2 separate regions of the Sus scrofa genome follow, and region 2 is linked to region 1. The links are chromatin contacts, called in public HiChIP or PLAC-seq maps. All regions are on one chromosome and are shown on one strand. Each heading gives the region's core, a stretch centred on a gene start, on an enhancer-like site or on the middle of the called end of the contact. The rest is flanking DNA. Distances are from core to core; before and after follow the strand shown. Region 1 holds the start of NEK5 (serine/threonine-protein kinase Nek5). Region 2 holds the start of WDFY2 (WD repeat and FYVE domain-containing protein 2).

The links. HiChIP or PLAC-seq counts read pairs in DNA pulled down with a chosen protein or histone mark.
Region 2: an H3K27ac HiChIP or PLAC-seq map of skeletal muscle shows a contact between it and region 1, with 2.6 times the contacts expected there. The contact joins the promoter of WDFY2 here to the promoter of NEK5 in region 1. A contact is called at or near these places in 1 of 47 Hi-C or Micro-C datasets (embryonic fibroblasts) and 1 of 2 datasets of contacts at active chromatin or transcription factors (skeletal muscle).

The regions. Positions count from the first base shown.
Region 1 is chr11:15,797,167-15,803,612 of Sscrofa11.1, reverse strand. It overlaps NEK5 (serine/threonine-protein kinase Nek5), which reads right to left and starts at 4,545. Exons shown (of 23, transcript XM_005668386.3): 1 at 2,185-4,545. It overlaps NEK3 (serine/threonine-protein kinase Nek3), which reads right to left. Exons shown (of 16, transcript XM_013980480.2): 16 at 5,189-5,768. The coding sequence ends at 5,687.
Region 2 is chr11:16,267,966-16,274,331 of Sscrofa11.1, reverse strand. WDFY2 (WD repeat and FYVE domain-containing protein 2) reads left to right here and starts at 1,819. Exons shown (of 12, transcript XM_021065301.1): 1 at 1,819-2,299. The coding sequence starts at 2,163.

The DNA of each region.
Region 1 (6,446 bases), core at 3,296-5,795:
AAAGTGAACAATCAGAAAAGTGATCACTAAAATGTAGGAGGACTCATTTTACTAAAACATTCTATCCAACCTCGCCAAGACTGAGTCAAATAACTTTCCTTGTAGCCATAGGTAAAAACCAAAGTGAGACAGAGCTGCTTAGGTGGCTCCCAGGACAGCCTTGGGCTGCAGCTCAGCTTTGATACACAGTGCTGCAATCTTGGGGAAGTCACTTAACTTTGTAAGACTTGACTTTCCTAATTTCTAAAATGGAAAAAAAAACAAAACAAAACTGTTTTAAAAGTTTGTTCTGAGATGGAGTTCCCGTCGTGGCGCAGTGGTTAACAAATCATACTAGGAACCATGAGGTTGCGGGTTCAATCCCTGGCCTTGCTCAGTGGGTTAAGGATCTGGCGTTGCCGTGAGCTGTGATGTAGGTTGCAGATGCGGCTCGGAACCCGAGTTGCTGTGGATCTGGTGTAGGCCGGCGGCTATGGCTCCGATTTGACCACTAGCCTTGGAACCTCCATATGCCACGGAAATGGCCCTAGAAAAGGCAAAAAAAAAAAAAAAAAAAAAAAAAAAAGTTTGTTCTGAGAATGAAAAATACAGTATTCCAGTCTTGGCACCTCTCGCAAGCAGGATCTTGCTTAATGCTTGTGTAGTTTCACAGTCCAGCCTCTCTCAGTGGGGAGGTACTGCCCCCTAGGGGAAATTTTCAAAATTTACAGAGTTTTTCCTGTTCTTGGCAGAGATGCAGAGGCAGGCACTATGGCATTTAGAAGCTGTTGGAGTCTGAGATACTAACACTCTGCCATGACAAGGGCAGTCTGGCCCAATAAGGGATTATCCAGTGGCCCTACAACTTTAGAAACTCGCACACGTTCCTGTGCGCAGAAAATCCGTTTTTAATTATCTACAGCTACAATCAAAGTATTTTACACCTAAATACAAACTATTTGGCAGTTTTAATCACCATTGGCCCTTTTTGAGGAATGCAACTACATATACGTAAAGGCTTGATTGCACCTTGCTGTGATCAGAACCTTACCAGGAACTATTCACAGTTTGGGAAAATCACTCCCCTACCGCCTCCAGGCCCCTGGTTAGCTGAGACCTATCAGTTTGCAGCTGTCCTGGTAGGTGACTCCCTGCTACTTCACTACTTCTTCAAGTATAGTAGCGTTACATATTGAAATACAGACTTTATAATAAAGAGAGGCACTGTGGCATTTAGATTTATCTGTCTGGATGACAGGAGGGTGGCTGGGTCAAGGGGCTACAAGGGCCCCACCAGAGACCTACCCAGTCAGAATCTCCAGTTAAAAGACCTAAAATTCCCTTTGGCGCTTAAACTCCTTTGAGCGGGATTTGTCACTTACAGCCCAGAGTCCTGGCTTCTGGAGAGGAGAAAGTGAATTCTCTGGGGATAGTAAGCAGTGTGTCCCTTCCCTTCTCCTATTTCTTTGGAAACACAGGTGCTTGTAACTGGAGTACACCCTCAATAGTCCGTGGGCAAAAAAATGGGCCAGTATTTGCCAGTGGGGTTGTTTCTGAATCGTCTTAGGCAGGTCCTGGTGGCCCAGCACCTGCCTGTGTCCACCTCCGACCTCTCTGAAAGCTCCCTGGCCAGGCGGCCCTCGGCCAGCAGCCAGCCTCTGTGTCTTTGGGTAAACTGTCCCGCTGCATCCCCCCCTTCTACCACAGTTAGGGCATAATGCGGATTTTTAAAAATTGACCGAGCAGACAGGTTATGTTTTTAAGTAATTTGGTCAATGTAGGAAGAAGGGACGATTAGGTTACATGGGGCTGGGAACCAGCTCTGCAGCCTGGGAAGACTGGGGACACCGGAGGACTGGGTTTTGAGGCAGGCGGTTGCGGAATCGGAACGCTAGGGCCCCATCGCGGGAACAGAGCGAAGCTCCCGCTCAGGAGGGACCAGCGAATGGAAGCTCCCAGACTTTGGGAAAAATCCTTCTCCCTTAGGAACACTCCGGGAGGCTGCCGGCGGGAGGGCAGCAGAACTCGCGCACAGGCCATGCGCCGGGTGCGCTGCGCGTTGCCATGGAGACTGACGCGGCCCGGGACCTGAGACCGCTCCCCAGCAGCCCGCTCCTTCTCCCGAGGGGGCTCACCCTTCCCCCTCCCCGGCCCCTGGCTCCCAGAGCCCTGGGGGCAATCGGGGTTCTGAATAACGCAGCATACCTGCTCCGCCGGGCAAGAGAAGCTTCCCGGGTGGATCCGGGCTCCCTTGGCCGCCGCGCCTCAGAGCGGCCGGGGGCGGAGCCGCGCGAGGGACAGCGGGCGGGGCACAGGGCCGGTCCACCCGGAAGAAGGTTGGGGGACGGGGAGTTTGGAGACCTAGCCGCGATACCTCGGAACCCTTCTGCTAATACTCAACAAGCCTTATCGCTTCTCTTTCTTGTTTAAGGTGAACTAGATGCTTTGCATACATTATCACTATTCTTTGCAACTACTGAGCAAGGTAGCAGTTTCCCAGTTTTACAAATGAGACAGGACCAGTTTCTCCTGCAAGGTCTCAAATACTTTCAAGAGACTGGAACAGAGCCCTATTGTTTTGGCCACAGCGGGGGACATCCTATGGGGACCTCTTAGGAAACTGGCTGTGCCCAGTGGTCTGCAAGCAAACACGCTCTCACCATCTCCCCGACACGCCCCCACCCATGTCTCATTCCCATTGCACACTGAGCTGCTGTCTGAAACGTTTCATTACATGTTTAAGTAGTTGAAAGGATGTAATTTCCAGCAATTATAAATACTGACACAAGTAAAACATATTCAACGGAATCTAAATGCTACAGCAATTTGAAACCCACCATCATCTATTTTTTTTAAAAAGTGCTCTTCTTTAAGAATCAGAAAGTTTACATTATTATTCCTCTCTCTCATTGAACTCATATTTCCATTCATAACGTTTTCCAGGACTCAAAATCTTATCGATCGCCTATCGTATAAATGGAAGTTAATGTCTATTTCCTAATAATAGGCTTTTAAAAATTCATTAAAATTACTAGTAGTACACAATTGATCAAAATAAACCACAAGTTGATATTTATTAATATAAAAAGTAAAACTGTATTGGAAATTCATCTTTTAAAGACCTGAATGGGTTTTCCTCTTCCTCCTAGAAATTAGCTCAATTCGTATCCACAGATGAATGCTAACTTTTTGCTAGAATAGATGAAGTTCAACATTGATTCTGTCCATGAAAAATTAATCAAGAATCAATCTGAGAAAGAAATGGAAAATTTTATTTGAGCTAACCTAAGGATTATAACCCAGAATGTAGTCTTTTAGAAATGCTATTCCACCCCTTTGAGATCAAAGCACAGTTCACAGATGCGGCTTGGATCTGGTGTGGCTGTGGCTGTGGCACAGGCCTGCAGTTGCAGCTCTGATTCAAACCCTAGCATGGGAACTTCCATATGCCGCAGGTTTGGCCATAAAAAAGGAAAACAGAAAACAGAAAAGAGAGAAGCTACAGAAAAGCAAGAGGTTGTGTGTGTGGAGGGGGCGGTTTGGAATGAACCCCGAGGTACTGGACAGAGCCCAAGACATCAATATGAACGAACCCATACTTAGCTTAAGACGCATGCAGAGGGAGAGATGCAGAGGTTGCCTATAAATATATAGACACACAGGACGGAATACATACAGATATTTCCTCGCTGTCTGCTGAGAGGACCTCGAAGCAGTGACATCCCAGTAACGACCATCACACGCAGCACCTAGATCCTGGTTTCTAAACTGATTAAAGGAACCAGGGCTCCTTTGAGAAACGGCTGATCCTGAGGCTGGACCTTCTTCTTGCAGTGCCCGAAAGAAAAGAGGGGCTCAAAACACAAAAAGATGAAAGCATGTCAAAGGGATATAGGAGCCGGCCTAAAACAACTCCTCATGGCCAAAGCTGGAACAAGTCAAGCAACAAAACAAATGACTTAGTATTATCAGATAATCCCCCTCAAGAGGTAGAACTAAATTCCTCTCCACCTGAGCATCGGCTAGATTTAGTGACTCACTGTGACTGACCAGAACATGGAAATGGAAAACTAGCAACTTAACAGTGGAACTCTGGCAGACGCTGCTTTAGCCAAGGGATCATGGTCAACGACCGCAGGAACATCACGTGGAGCCGGCGCACTCCCCGACAGGGTGTGCTCTTCCCGCAAACACGCACAAGCAGTCCCATCATGAGAAAAGCATCAGACAAGCCCCCTTAAGGGACAGTCTTACAAACACCTAACCAGTACTCCTCAAAAATGTCAGGGTCCTGACAAATAAGGGAAGATGGAGAGACTGTCAGAAACCCAAAGGGACTAAGGATGACTAACCGTCTGAGTATAAACAGGGGTGGGGTGGGTGAGGGCTACAGTGTAGTTTTTGTACATTAAGATTTTAAAAAAAACCTGTTTAACTCTTTAAAAGAGGTAAGGGGAATTCTCAGTGTGGCTCAGCGGATTACAAACCCAACTGGTATCCATGAGGATGTGGTTTTGATCCCTGGCCTTGCTAAGGGGTTAAGGATCCGGCATTGCTGAGAGCTGCAGTGTAAGTTACAGGCGTAGCTCGGATCTGACATTGCTGTGGCTGTGGCGGAGACCGGCAGGTGCAGCTCCGATTCAGCCCCTAGCCTGGGACCGTCTTCCATATGCCACAGGTGTGGCCCTAAAAAGCAAAAAAAAAGTATGTACTCCACATTTCAGCAGATGCTTATTCATGATCCTACTGTGGTTTTACAACTATTTCCCCCTCTTGCTTCCTAGAGCACTGTTCCCTATACCAGGCCAGGCTTATGCTGCTCCCACCCTTGCTCCTGGGGGATCCCCTGGGAAGAGCCTGTTTCTTTAGTAAAACATTCTCCTGTCACTAAAGCAGCATGGCATTAAAGGACAGGCCCCAGCACTTGTGTGGCACGGTGACCCATCCATGTTGGGATCCTGCCCCCCCATTAGTTCCACACCAGTGTCGGCTACTTCCTGAAGGAACTCCCCACCTTTGGTCCCTCTCCGTTTTTGTCTACAGGACCGCCAATTGCTGGTAAGATCTGTAGCTCGTGCCACTCTTCCCATGGCTGAGCCTCCAATCGGGCTCTTTTGTACATCCCTTTGTATTTAAGGACAGCTGGCAGCTGCTGAACATCATGGATCGTCACCCAGAAATGGGTCTTATTGAAAAACCACACACATTATTACGTTATAATTAATATATTTAGATGCTCAAAACTCTAGTAGATGTAAAAAGAGCTACAAAGTAATAAGCACAAAGCATAACAACGCAAATAACAACATTACGGGCGGCTGTAATGGACCAAGGCCAGCAACCCTATGAGGCAGGCATTCTTAGCCTCGTTTTGTGGTTGAGGAATTTCAGGCTCAAAGAGGTTAAATAAGTTCCCACCATCAGACAAGCAGTAAGTGGTCACATTCAATTTCTATTTCTGACTGCAAAGGCCAAACCCCAGATCCATTCCGCTCATGCCTTCTCTTTTGAATTCAAACACTCATAGGAGTTCTAGATTTTTTTTTTATACCTTATCATACTAACCAAAACAATTTTAAATATTCAGTTTCCCTCTTCATCCTGTTTCCAAAGGAAAATATACATCCCATGAGCTAATTATTATCCAACCATCAATTCCTCATGTTAAACATGCCCTCACTGTGACTAAGGAACACTCCACTGGGCGTTATCCATCACACGCTCCTTGCCAGCCAGCTCGCTGTTTCAGCGCCGATACCCAGTCCGGACTGTCGTCTTCCTCAAAGTCCCTGCAAAAACAATTTAGATATTAAGCTTCCATTGAAGGAGCACCGTAAATATTTGTCAGTGGGTTCACAGCAGAACACCACCACAACAATACTTATATTTTTGAAAAATGACCTCCCTAAGGCAACTGTATAGAGAAAAAATTGGTTAGCCTTCCAAAAGATCACTTCCTTTCATTGTCTCTGTAACTTTTTCAATATAAAATCCAATGTATTAAAAAAAAAAAAAGAGTTTCCATTGCAGCTCAGTGGGTTAAGAACCCGACTAGCATCCATGAGGATGCAGGTTTGATCCTTGGCCTCACTCAGTGAGTTAAGGACCCGGCATTGCCACAAGCTGCAGAACAGGTCGTGGATGTGGCTTGGATCTGGTGTTGCTGTGGCTGTGGCTATAGTGTAGACCAGCAACTATAACTCCGATTCAAACTTTAGCCTAAACTTTCATATGCTGCATGTGCAGCCCTAAAAAGAAAAAAAAAAAAAAAATTTCAGGCTGAACAATTACAAACACACAGCTCAGCCAAGAATTCTATAATAACATATCACCCATGCCAGACAAAAGATCAAGGTATAAATATTCGTGTATGATATAAAGTAATATAACCAGCTTCTCCTAAACCAGAAACAAATAAGGTACAATTTAAATATGTGCGTGCACGGCAGCTATGGGTATATCACACA
Region 2 (6,366 bases), core at 570-3,069, 470 kb before region 1:
TCCGGCTGCTGTGATAAAAACGGATTGTATACGGGTTCAAGAGAAGAAACAGAGAAAGCACTTAGGCTACCGTGGTAGTAGAGGCCAGAGATTATGACGACTTGAACTGGGGCTGATGATATAAGTGGGAAAGTTCAAAACATACTTTGGAGGTGGAGCTGATAGGACTGGTTAATGGTTTGGACAGGAATTGTGAAGAAAAGAGAAGAATCAGGGATGACTCCCAGGAACTTAGGTTTGAACAACTGGGTGAATGATGCAGTAGATTTAAAGATACTGTTTGGGAATGTCTGGAACACCTATTCATGCTTACGTGACAAAGCGGAGTAGTATGAGATATATGAGTCTGGTGTTTGGAAATATGGTCAGGGGAGAGATAATATGGGAGTCAGGAGCATATGGATGGTATTTAAAACCACTGTGGGAGGCTGAAGAATGTCCCCCCAAATATGTCCATGTCCTAATTCCTGGCAGCTATTATGTATGAAGGCACTTCAAATCTGTTATTCGTGTTATTATACTCCACTTACTGGACAGGGAGCTGGAGGCTCAGAGAAATGGAATACCTTGTTCTAGGTTGCAAAGCTGGAAAATACCTCAATCTCCCTTTCAAGGGCCTTACAGAATGTCTATGGAGACAGGAAGTGGTAAAGAACTGTGCTCTGTGCTTTGAGACAGGCCCTTTGCAGTCTACCCCCTTGGCTGCCAAAAACCTGCCTAATAAAATGCATTTCTGCAAGGCCTGTCTCATTCTTTGTCCAGCTCTGGCATATTATTTTCCTCACCTCCACTGCCTTTGCCAGCCCAATCACACCACACAGACTATGACTGCTCCTCAGCTGGTTGTTAACTCTGGGAGGGCGAGTGGGATTATCACACAGTCAAGGACCCCATATGCCAGGCCCTCTGCCAGGCACCTAACATTCATTCAATAACCACAGTAACCCCACCCATTGTCTCTGGAGCAAGCAAGAAAGGCTGGATTACCGAGCAACGGGAGGAAGTCAGAACCAGCATTGGGCGGGCCTGAGTTCATGTTTGGGGGTGCTATAGCCCTACCATGAAGCTATGGTAAACCTGGACTAGTAACTTCGTCATCTAAGAAAACGTTGAGGTTGCCACTACAGATCATCTCTAAGCTCCCTCAGTGTGAGATTTTCTTCTTTCCCCACTTCCGGCGCTCCACTATCGGGGGCAGTGGTAGGGGCGTAGCGATCATCTGCCCCGCTGAAGGCTGCCCTTCAGTTCCTTGTCTTAGAGGCCAGTCCTGGCCGTGACTTGGTCAATAGCCAGGGAGCCAGCTGGGCTCCCCAGGCCAGGAGCAGTGACAAGTGGGCGATTCCAGAACAAGGAAGAAAAGGCTCGTAACCACTACAACGCCCAGGAATCCAACTCTGTGGCCCTGGGCTGGGGCATACCGAGAGCTGTAAACCCCGCTTCGTTAAGGCCGCGCAGGAGAGGTAACTCGTACGCATGCCTAGTTACGTCCCAACCAGCTCAGCTCCTTTCCTTCCTGCAGGCTTCTTCTCTTTCCGGCCTCGCCCAGGCGCGCTTTTCCCCGCCCCACCCCCGCCCCCTTTTCAGGGATTTCGAAGTGGGCGGACCCACTGGCAAGCGCGTTCACGGGAGATTAAAGAGGGAGGGGACTGGGTGTGGGTGTGGAAGGTGGCGAGGAGGCCGCAGAGCACGGAAAGCGCATGCGTCCTGGAGGCGGTGCCGCAAGGCTTCGAGAAGGGCGGAGGGGAGGAGCGGAAATGGGCTGGTGGGTTGACGCACGCGCACTGGGCCGCTAGCGCCCCGCCTCCCTTTTCAGTTTCTCCTCCTCCTCCACCACCACCCTTCCGGAAGTGTAGCCGCCCTCGCGCCCACCAGCGGCCACCTCCTGAGCAGGCCCCGCCCCTAAGGCCCGCCCCCCAAATCTCCGCCCCCTCCGCCAGTGGTGGCGCCGGGTTGCAGCGCCGGTCGTGGCGGTTTCGGTGCCCGAAGCCGGGAGCGCGGAGTCGTTCCCGGGAGCGGCGGCCAGGCTATGATCGTGGGTCCCCGGCGTCCCGCTCCGGCTACCCAGAGTCGGTGTCTCACCCTGTGTCCGTACCCGAGCGTTCTCTTCAGCCCAGTCCCGCGGCGCGGTTGGCGGCGGCGCCCACGGCGCGCCCCCTCCTCCGATGGCGGCAGAGATTCAGCCCAAGCCGCTGACCCGCAAGCCGATCCTGCTGCAGCGGGTCGAGGGGTCCCAGGAGGTGGTGAATATGGCCGTGATCGTGCCCAAGGAGGAGGGCGTCATCAGCGTCTCAGAGGACAGGTACGAACCTCTGTCTCTTGGTCGAGAGGAGGGGCGGGACGGGCCGGCCGACCCGAGCCCGCTTCGAGGGCTGTGCCTCCACGTCGGCGCGAGTGTAGAGCGCTCTCCCAAGTTTTTATTATAATATGCATCCTGGTGGTGCCGGTGTCCATCGGCGTCTCGCCGCCGCTGCGCGGCTCGCGGTAGCGGAGCCCGGACAGCGGCGTGTTGTCTGGCCTTGCCGGGGCCGAGTGGCGCCTGCCCGGGCCAGGGCGGCCCTTGGACTAACGGTGCTCTGGCCACTGGACCTTGGTCCAGCCCTGAGGATGGGAGAGGGAGGAGCTGCCCGGTCCTGCAGGTGTGTGCGTGGGGAGGATGCTCCGAGCAGCTTCTGCGAGATAAGGGTTTTTGAGAACTCTGGTGCAGTTCTTAAGGCTCTAGAGTGAGGAAAGCAAGCGCCACTCCCTTCTGCCAGACATCTTACACTGAATTCAATGAATGCTGTAAGTTCTGAAGAGTATTTGGGCTTCCGCCCAAAGGGAGAGGTACCTTTTCTGCTTTGTCCTCCCTTATCTCTTCAAGCTCAAGGGGAAGCTCCTAGAACTTTCAGGGAACCACTGCTGCAAATAGCTTTCGAGTTCCTTCCCTTTGCTTGCTTCCTTTCATTTGCCTAATTTTGCTTAATTTGCAGAAGTGGAGCCAGTTGTTCTGCCTTTAGTATTCTCCCTTGTTTTTCAGACTGCGTTTTTGCTTTAACTTAATGTCCTTTAATAATGCAGATATTACACAGATGAAGCTAGTTTCCAGAGGAATGATGCTGGAATATAGTAGTTAAGGTTCTGATCTGGAATTGTTGCTTTGATAATATCAACTAGCATTCTAAAAAAATTCTAAAATTCTGAATTCTAAAATCTAAATTCTAAAAAATGTCACATTGTAGAGGTATATGACAAGGGGCTTTAACCTTAAAATAGTAGTTAGGCTTTCTTAATGTAAGTTTGATTTATACTGAGGTAGAAAATATTTTTTTTTAGTGACTTGTAAAATTGCAGGCAGAGGTAAAGCGACAAAGTGTTCATTATTGTCTTTATAATTTCATCAGTTTGCATACAGATGTGCAGAATGTGCCTGATAGGTCTGCTCATATCATAGGTTCATCAGTATAACTAGGATGAATATATTAATAATATTTTTGTCTACCTCACCCTTCATACAAATGGCCAAATGGTGCCTGATTCACTTCTTATGCAGATCCAGTGGAAAGCATTGTAAACATACACCACTGGCAAGCAGTCTGCCAAGGACTAGAAATTCACCGATGCGGTGGAATACATGGATGTAGACACCCTTTGAAATTCACAGAGAAGGCTCCTGAGTGTTGAATTTTTCCATGGAGACAAAATTCTACTTAAAGAGGTTGCTTCTGGACCTACTAGAAAGTCTTTGTCACAGAATTGTGTGTGTGTGTGTTTAAAGAGTGTATTGATAGATATCACTGTTCCTGTAACTAGTAGAGATGAAACTGCTCAACCTAACTGCTATAGGAAATTCATAAGTAAGTTTGTTAAATTAAGTACGAGAGGAAGCAAAGTAGGTAAACCTAAGCTCTTTTAAGACTACTTTAGAAACTTTCTGCTTTGGTTGATGGTTTGGGGGTAGAGATTAGTTTTCACATATATTTTTAAAGAGTTCAGAGGGATTTTGGAAGTTATTTGCTGTAACAGCTTCGTTTTATGGATGAGAAATTTAGGTCAGGGAATTTACCTGCCCAAGTTTGTGTAGCTGGTGGTGTGGTCCAGGCCTCGCTCCTAAGTCTTCTACTTCCCAATTCACTGTGTTTATCCTGAAAAACAGCTTTGGTGGAGCTCATTTCAGAGTATTTGGAGAAGCTGCAGTAGCATATATGAAAGAAACTGAGAGATGTTTCATTTGATTATAGGACAAAAGAAATGCAATGTTTAGCTATATATTATGCTTAATTTTCACTTTCCTAGTTTTCAATGTAAGTAATAGAAAACATTTTATTGTGCAGTTACTGTTAAATAAGTCCAGGATTATTCTTTATGTATACTTTATTATTACTCAAGTCAACACGTCTGTCTGTGTAGGTCATACATACAGTCACACATGAAAAAAAACTGTTATTTAGAGCTCCGTTTCGATTACGGTTTCCGTTAAAAGAATTGATATGTGTTTTTGCTTTTTAAAAATCCAGTGTCACTATCACTTGACATAATGATGAAGATAGAATATTGATTTTCATCAGAACCTACTAACCCATTTCCATTAACCATTTCAGCTAGAAACTAGTAGTTTCCATAACTGAACTGTAAGGTTAAACCACAAAATAATGTCCCATTCCTGACTGGCAGTGTCCTGTAAGTTCTTTTGAAACCTTGGTTTTCCTTTTTGACCTCTGATTCCCAGTAGTCTTTATTTATGCCTTTGAAAACGCTTGGCATTTTTTTCTGTCTTAATCAGTGTTGTAGATAATTGTTGTCTATTTATCTTCTCCATGAATTCCCTAAGGTGCTAGGTGCGTCTTACTCATTGTAATATCCATATGGCCTAGGATGGTGGCTGACACACAGTAGGCCTCTAATAAAAATTCCTTGTATCAATGACTGATTTTTTTTTTTTTAGTCATTTCTGAAAGCACAATATCTTAGCTATTGTAGGCGTTTCATTGATATTTGTTTGAATGAATTTTACGGCAACCTAAGAAAGTTCTGTGTGGACAGGTGTACTCTTGTGGGAAAAGGATTGGACTGGATGGCCTTTAAACGTGCCTTAAAATTTTTTTTTTTTCCTTTTTAGGCCCGCACCTGAAGTACATGGAGGTTCCCAGGCTAGGGGTCAAATCAGAGCTACAGCTGCCAGCCTACACCACAGCCACAGCAACTCAGAACCAAGCTGCACCTGTGACCTATACCACAGCTCACGGCAGTGCCAGATCCTTAACCCACTGGGCGGGGCCAGGGACCAAACCCATGTCCTCATGGATATTGGTTGGATTCGTTACCACTGAGCCATGATGTGAACTCCCGTGCCTTAAAAATCTGAAAGCCGTTTATTGCTTCATTCATTCCATCAACAAACATTTGTTGATCCTTTCACTCTGATTACCGTTTTCACACTGGCTGCCACCAATAGTGGGCTGATAATATTCTAATCCAAGAGTGGGTTAAAAAAACCCCTTACCCTCAGTTTATCTGAGCATAGTTAGGACAGCCTGGAACTTTTTTAGGTACTAAGGGAGAAGACATAAGGGAATAGAGGAAATATAAAAACAGTCTGACGTACCAGTATTGATTTTTGGTGCTTTCAAAAACAGTTTGTTCTCAGAACTCACTGGTCTTATCTGAGTTTGTCTTTGCTTTGGTTGTTGCTGGATTCTGTCTCCAAAGGACATGCCCAACTTTGATACAATGGGTTCCTCGTTTCCTGGCTTCTCTGTGGACTGTCCTTTCTGAGTGAATTCTCTGTGGACTGTCCTTTCTGAGTGAATGTCATTTTAACATTCCATGCTTAGGAGTTTCCTCCCAGACGTCTTGACCCTGTTTTGGTTAAGAGTGATCTGTAGCCTGCAGCTTCCTTGTCTAGCGGTAGCCTCCTCTCTGTTGAAAGCCAGAGCCCATTCCAGGTGGGACCCAGCCCCAACCAGACTTTTATCTTTGGAATTTCTTTATATGTGTGTCTTAACACAGGTCTTAGCATTCATACAGAGAGTTTCAGTAACTCTGGGTTGTGACTCTTAGATGGTTATAGGAAATTGTTCCTTCACCAGGAATTTGTACCCATGCAATGAGTAAAAGGGAGTCAAATTTCCATCTCATAAAAGGAGATGTGTTGAAGGCAGGTGAAGGCAGGTGCAACCCCACTGGGGTTGTCGAAGCATCTCTGCTTGTGGTGGTAAGAGAAAAGATGGAGCAGCTCTCTTTCAGATGGGTCTTGCAGGACGAGTAGGAGTTCATGTGAAAAAGCTAGCATGTTGGAAAGGGCATTCTAGTTAGAAGGGGGAGGGAAAACTCCTAGGGCATCGAGTAGCACTAGAATGGACTGGTTACAAATGGACTCAGGAGCCAGTC